Regions from separate parts of the Arabidopsis thaliana genome. Here region 1 is linked to region 2. Evidence: chromatin contacts called from public capture Hi-C data. All regions are on one chromosome and are shown on one strand. The core of a region is the stretch at or near the end of the contact, and the rest is flanking DNA. Distances in the headings are between cores, read along the strand shown.

What was found. Capture Hi-C pulls out chosen DNA fragments and counts their contacts.
Region 1: a contact with region 2 is called in a capture Hi-C map of root, with 2.5 times the contacts expected there. A contact is called at or near these places in 1 of 26 Hi-C or Micro-C datasets (root) and 1 of 3 other capture datasets (root).

The regions. Positions count from the first base shown.
Region 1 is chr1:16,890,389-16,894,066 of TAIR10.1, reverse strand. PUP11 (purine permease 11) reads right to left here and starts at 1,540. Exons shown (of 3, transcript NM_001333233.1): 1 at 1,337-1,540; 2 at 1-502.
Region 2 is chr1:16,792,392-16,796,121 of TAIR10.1, reverse strand. It overlaps AT1G44160 (HSP40/DnaJ peptide-binding protein), which reads right to left and starts at 1,302. Exons shown (of 3, transcript NM_103540.5): 1 at 887-1,302; 2 at 383-807; 3 at 1-290. The coding sequence starts at 1,090. It also overlaps the pseudogene AT1G44150.

The DNA.
Region 1 (3,678 bases), core at 291-2,790, 98 kb before region 2:
AAAATACAAACTTTAAACAAGGGTTTGGTACAATTCACATAAAAGTTCAGCTTTTTAAAACCCTTACCTAAAGCTTCAACATAATTCAAGAACTACCCATAACTTTGAAAACCCGAAAGCATAATCTAACACATAATCACAATCTGGGTATGTCGAAAAATCAAAACTTTATTGGAAAAATAACACGAACATGCACAGAAATCGAAAGATGAAGAAGGAGGAGAACGAGACAGACCTGACATAGAGAATTGGTTTCGCAAGAAGCGAAGATTACAGAGAAATTGAAAATTTTATGTTCGTCTTCTTCGAGATTGATTGTTCACCGAAGATTGAAATGAAGCTATTGATTGTTTGCAAGTGATTCGACGCAGACTTAACTAACAACTTTTTTGAGTCTTTGACTTTTGTTATTAGCCCATCATTTTTAAACCGGAGGGGACCGGAGATTCGACCCATGAGATGTGAAACATGTTTGGCCGGTTATCCAATCCGATTTATTATCCTGCCACATCGATAATTAATATTTATTTAATTAATATTTTTGAAAATAGTACTTTTTGTTCCTTTATTGTTTAGAAAAAACATAAATTTTAAAGTAAATATATTAAAGTTAATTTTAAGTGTATTATTTTCTGTATTTTATAATTTTCTATAATTTTAAAAGTATAATATTCAATTATTTTTTATTAAAAACCTAATAAATATTGTATTAAAAACTTAAAAAAAATCAATCTTTTTAAAACAATTTTTTTCCTAGAAAATCAAACAAAAAGGAACATAAAGAGTAATTATTTTCTATTTTCTTGTTAAAAGAAAAATAACAAATATTAAATTTAAACTTATAAAAATAAGAAACTAAATAATTATAATTATGTAATATTAAACTTATAAAAAAGGAAGATAAGTAATTATAATTATGTAATATTAAACCAAAATTTATAGAATTTTACACAACTAATACAGAGTAACCACTCATAAGTTAACATTTTAAAATCTAATTAATTAATATATTAAATATATTTAACCAAAATTCCTTTTAAAAATAAAACAATGATTCTATTATGAAACAATGATTTAAAAAAAAAATTAAACAATTAGATCTCACATTATAGCATGATTCACTCAAAAGTAAAAGAAAAACCAAAACTCTACTTTTCTAAAGCGAAATTTTGATCGAATACATTTGTCTCTTCAGATCACAGTATAGGAATCCAAAATATGGTTCAAGGATCGATTAAATTTTCTGATTATGAAAAATTGGTGCTATATAAAGATCTGGCGATACGAATCGATAACGAGAGATAGAAGAAACAAGATCGGTAAAATCTGAAATTACCTGCAGCTCCGGTAACAAGAACACGAACTGGTTCCTTCGCCATCTTATAATCGGGATCGGAAAATTATCGCCGGTGTAAAAAGAGAGAGATTGTGAATGATCAGTGAGAGAGCGTGAAGGTATGAAAGCAGACCTGTGTGTTTATTTATTGGTGCCCACGTCATCGAATATCTCGAACCAATATCATTTTGGGAAGTTTTAATGGGCCAATTTAGTGTTAAAATAAGCCCAACTAGTTAAGCCCATTTAATATTTAGCCGAGTTAATCGTACCGACTAAATGGGGATGTTCAATGTTTACTTTTTCTTATTTAATTAATATATTCTTTTTTTGTAAGTGGTGTCTGAATATTTAAAACTAAAGTTCTAGAAAATGAATGTCGTTATATGTTTGACACTGTTATTGAAGAAATGGCAGCTCCATCTCAATATATTTATGCGTTTTTGGCAAAATCCAAAAAACGATTAAAACCTTTTAATATTTTTTTTAGAAAATAAGCCTTTTTCCTTTAAGAATTTTTCTGAATTTTGTAATGGACTCATTGCATTTGTCATACACTGCCATGAGTTAGAGACGGACCTGAAAAATGGTCTAAACAAAAAAGAAGAAGATAATATAATTTTGATATCGGGAATTTGAGATATTTTTGTTTTCTTTTAAATTCTTAATATGATTGTCATTAAAAAGTATATTTAAAAATGATATTTTCCATCGAAATTTGATTCTATCAAATTACGTTATTCTACATAATAAAATGTTTTACATCGATTTAGTAATAATTTTTTCTTATTACCGGTAAAAATTAAAAAGGTAAATTTTAACAATTAAGTGACTATATAATGTTTCAAAACTAGTCTAACATTGAGACAAGCAGACTTAACTAACAACTTTTATGGTGTTGGGTTGATTTGTGGAGTATAGGTTGTAAGAATATGTTTTGGTTTTGATGTGGAATCAAAACGTATAAACCATACGTTCACAACACCATGTCACTACCATCCTTTAAATTTATCTTTAGTACTTGAGTTTGTGATTATGTTCGAGTTTCAAGTTTTTTTTTCAATAATTCAGTTTTAGTTTTATGTTTCAGTTTCAGGTATTTTTTAGTATTCTTGTTTTCTGTTTAAATTCAAGAGTTGATCAAACCCGAACTATTCTTCAGATTTACTAAAAAAATGCTTGAAACAAAGGCAAACATCAACATGTAATATGTGTGTGCGTACACAAGTTGCTTCAAACCATGGTGGGTGTCTAAAGTTATTCTTCCGTCATACACAAGTTCAAGAGGTTAGTCCCACTTGTAACCATCGTGGAACATTCAACAATACATAGAGCTGAGATTAAATGTGTTCAAACAAGAATTAAAAATAACTCACATCAGGTCATTCAAGCTAGAATCAAGGTGGAGACTGTTGGTTGATGATTTAATCTTGAAAGGAAAGGAAAAGGCATCTGTTTGTAGCAGGTTTAAGAAGTTGCAGATTTGAGTTTGGTTAAGCTTTTAAAAGTGTAGCAATACCTCAAAATGATGCAGAATGTCACAGGTTCATTTAACCACACGTGACAAGACTTTAGGGTTTGTTAAACCCAAGCACTGACTTTGTTCCTCTATAAAAAAGAGGAGCCAATAGGTGAGCCGTATTATTAGTTTCAAGAATGAAGGAAGGTTCTTCAGTGGTGATACATAGAGAGAAGTGTATAATGATTCGCCGACTACACTTCAACATACCCGCGGGCCGGTCCGTCTAACCGCTAGATATTTACATATACATTTTTGCAGCCATTTTATGAAATAAATCCTCAAGTTGGAATTTATTTATAAAAAATGTTATTGACATTAATTATTTTCAATTAATTAATATTCTTAATTAGTAACATTCCCTTATCTAATATATCTTCATCAATTCTAATTACTTAAAAAAGGAGAAATCTTAGGGGGGTTATTGAAGGTATGATTTTAATTGAATATGAAAGAATTTAGAATTCTATTTAAATCTAGTGTTATTCAATTGATTGGTTTTAGAATGCTATTAAATTCTACTGTTATTTAATTTGTTGATTTTAGAATTCTTTTAAATTTTACTGTTATTCAACATTAAGATTGTTTTAATGGCAATGTGATTTGATTAGAATTTAAAAGAAATGAAAGACAAAAACGTGAAGAAACAAATCCCACCTATTATGGTGTGATTTGGATAGAATTTTTCAAATACATTAAAATCTTTTATTTTTCTATTCATTTTAATTCTTTTGAATTCAATTATCCAATACCCCTCCTTAGGACATTATTAATATATACTTGATTAAAAGATAAAATATTGTAGTTAATTAAACATTTCGAA
Region 2 (3,730 bases), core at 53-2,552:
CAGGGTGAATAACATCTTCTATCCTCAACCTCATATTGTCACCATCAAGTAAAGCAACAGAGAGCTCGCATCCCGTTAAAGCTTCGAGTAGAGAGACTTCCACCGCCATTTCGAGGTCATCTCCTTCTCTTTTAAACACTTCATGCTCTTTCTCGACAATCACGAATGTCAAATCTGCCGGTACACTTCTCATTGCTTCGTTTCCTTTGCCTTCGAATGTTACTTTCGTACCTCCTTTCCATCCCGGTTTAACTTTTATTTCCACCATCTCTTCCTCCTCGCACTTTTCCCTACAAAACATAAAACAAAACTTAGTTACTTAGTCCTCTTTTCGCAAAACTTCGTTGCCAAGTTAGGTCTTTTGTAAAGAAACAAAACAAACCCTAAGCTAGTAATAACATCTCTCTTGATCTTGATCTTCTTGGTACATCCGTTGCATAGCTCTTCGAGAGTGCATCTTAGTTTCTTCTCCGTTGGAGAAGGTTTAGCCACTTTAGCAGAGGAACTCGAATACAAAATCGGATTTGCAAAGCTTCTTGGAACCGTGGTTGTCGATCTCATAAGTGTAGGCATAAATCCACCAGATTCCGTCATCCTGTTGCTACTGCTTTTGCTCCTCCCTATAAACGATAAACTCCGCAACGTCGGATTCGTCGAGGTCGCCGTGGCTGTGTTCTGGCTACAACTTCTTGAAAGAGATTTCTTGCTCCCCACGAAATTGGTATTGGTGTTGTCAAATCTATAACTACGAACCTTACAAAGACTCACACCTTCCACCTTATTATTTTTACCAATCCCTTTCGTTTCCTAGAACAAAAAACATTACCACAATTCAACAAAAACATATTATCGAAAACCTAATTGTGAGTTATTTTGTGAAACTAACCCGAAACTCGAAGGCGTTTGGTGTATTCCGTTTATGTTCTTCATCAAGACGTTTGGTTTCCTTTGTGTCGTGTTTAGCCTTATGATGATGTTTGGTTTTGTCACGAGGCAAAACCCTTGAGATTGATCGGCAAAGTTTGAAGAGATCACGGAGGAGGAAGCTTCTTTTCTTCGCCGAAGGCTGAGCCATCCCTTGTGTTGCCATTCACGGCGGAGATAGAGAAAGAGAAAGAGAGAGTCAGAGAGATACGTTTTTGAGAGATGAATGAGAATTGAAACGTTTTTTTGTTTCGTAACTTCCTTTTTTAGACCAAATCTTTTGCCATTGACGGAAACAGATAGGAACACAGATCAAAGAATCAAGATAAGAAACGCTCTCATCTACTAATAATCTAATTATTAGAAGTTGATTCGTTTTTTTTTTTGGTGACATATTTCATCTCTCAATCATATAACTTGTCGCTGTCGTCATAATATATTATTTACATATGACAAATATTACTAATGTCCAAAATCTTAGGAGTTGACTTTTTTGAAAATGTAGATATCAATTTTTATATGGAAAATTAAGATCGGGTTGCTTAATTAATATGGAAGATTATGTTAAGTATTCCATTTCTATGCATTGAATAATACTGTCAAATATTTTTTATGGAATATATCATTTTGGTGCTGGCATGATAGGATTTACGCGTTCCTTCACTAATTGTCTCGACGACAAGAAGATCTTGCTACTAGCTAAAAAAGAAAATTATAACTATTAAAAAAAGAATATTTAAAAATTAGAACTATTTACCAAAAAAAAAATCGTAGGTTGATGATTAATCTTTGGGGAAAATGTTGCTTTATACGCGAACTTTTAAAAAGTGGTATTTCAATACGTGAATTTTGGGGTCGATCAAATAAAACATGATAAAAACGTTGACCCGCCATTTAATACAAATCAAAATTTTGACCAGATAAAACCCCCCGAGACGTTAACATGCATTAACGGATTCGATAACCCCTGTTAGCAGACGTAAATTGTTTCTGTTAAAGCCGAAAATGGCGTTGTTTCATACTAAACGAAACTGAGAAATCCCCAAATCGATTTCGAAATCCCTAATTCAATTAATTGTCTCTTTTTCGTTTTCGTTTTCAGAGCCGCTTTGAAACTGGAGCTTTAACTCCAACAGAAGACTCTGCTACGGGTACAGCCGGCAAAGCTAGAACTCCGCAATGAAACTCTGAAACTTCCCACCGGTGGAACTCGACTCTATCTCCGGTGTCAACTTGCCTTGTGGTGGAACTGGAGCAATGTCTACTTCGCCTTCCATTGTTGATACAATCTAAGACTCCCACCATTCGAATTCAAGATGAAATCCAAGAACAATCACGATTTCGCCAAAGTAAGATTTAGGGATGTCGAAATCGATTTGGGGATTTCTCTATTTCGTTTAGTATGAAACGACGCCGTTTTCGGCTTTAACAGAAACAATCAGATCCGTTAATGCATGTTAACGTCTCGGCGGTTTTTGCTTGGTCAACGTTTTGATTTGTATTAAATGGCGGGTCAACGTTTTTATCATGTTTTATTTGGTCGACCCAAAAATTCACGTATTGAAATATCCTTTTTAAAAGTTTGCGTATAAAACAACATTTTTCCTTTTTTTTTATGAACTTTTTTTTTTTTTTTTTTTGCATTACTTTGATTTTTAGTTTTCGTCTTTTTTTTCTCATGCGATTAAAATATATTATGGCTCTATTTAGTAGGTCTAATTTAAAGGGGTTTGTTGACCAAAGTGTGACAAATAACGATTGAACTTGAGGTAAATCAGGAGTTGGTTAAGGTGGTTTAGATTTGGAATCAGTTTGTCTGGCTAAGTTAAATTATTATTGGTTAACAATTTGTTTTGAATCGGGTTTCACTTTACAAGTCAACAAAAGTTGTTAAGTTATTTTTATGAGTTTGATCTGAGATTGAGATCGTCTTCAGAAGCGAGATCTTGAAGTTTGAAACCAGTTCCTCTGTGATATAGTGGATTACTAACATTTTTTTTTTTTTCATAAATTTCCATTAAAAAAAGTTTTACAATACATGGCAAAAGCCCAACAGGCCGCAGGCCCAACAAACGAAAAACAACAACAGAAACAACCACAAATTAAAAGCCCAACAAAAGCAAAGCAAGAGACTCACCATCGCCTAGCCCGAGAAACAAAGAGAGCAACGACGAGCAAACCTGCAAAAGAAGCACATAACTCCAAACTAGGACGACACATCAGAGAGATTTGAAAACCAGGAACCAAGTTGATAAGAAAGAATTCCCCGGATGGCGAGAAACCTGAGCTCTAGACAGAGGATCAAGAAGTGCCCGAATAGTTAGATTAATCTCCTTGATAATCACAACTGGCGACTTGGAAATGGCGGTGTGCACCCGAGCATTACGTTCCTTCCAAATGAAATAAATGAACGCCTAGAACAAGAGCTTAATTATCATTGCTAGATTAGCCTCCCTGGAAGCCCCTAGTAACCACTGAAGGCAGTCCATGAAAGGCATCCCTGATTACTAACATTGATTGGCCACCTCGCAGTAATCCCGGAGCCCACCTCGCAGGCATCCCTGATTACTAACATTGATTGGCCAAGATAGAGAGTTTTCAAATGGGACATGAACTAGTAAATTGCCTGTTCTTTTTTGTTTTGTTTTTTCATCTCCCAACGTCAAACTCGCCTATTTTCGCAATTTTAGGAGGGATTATTGGTTTATAGATTTATAAGGAACTAGGGTTTAACTCGCGGTTTACCGCGGACCTCGGTTTTATATAGTTTTTAATTAAGTATTTGATTATATTTTATATTATAAAT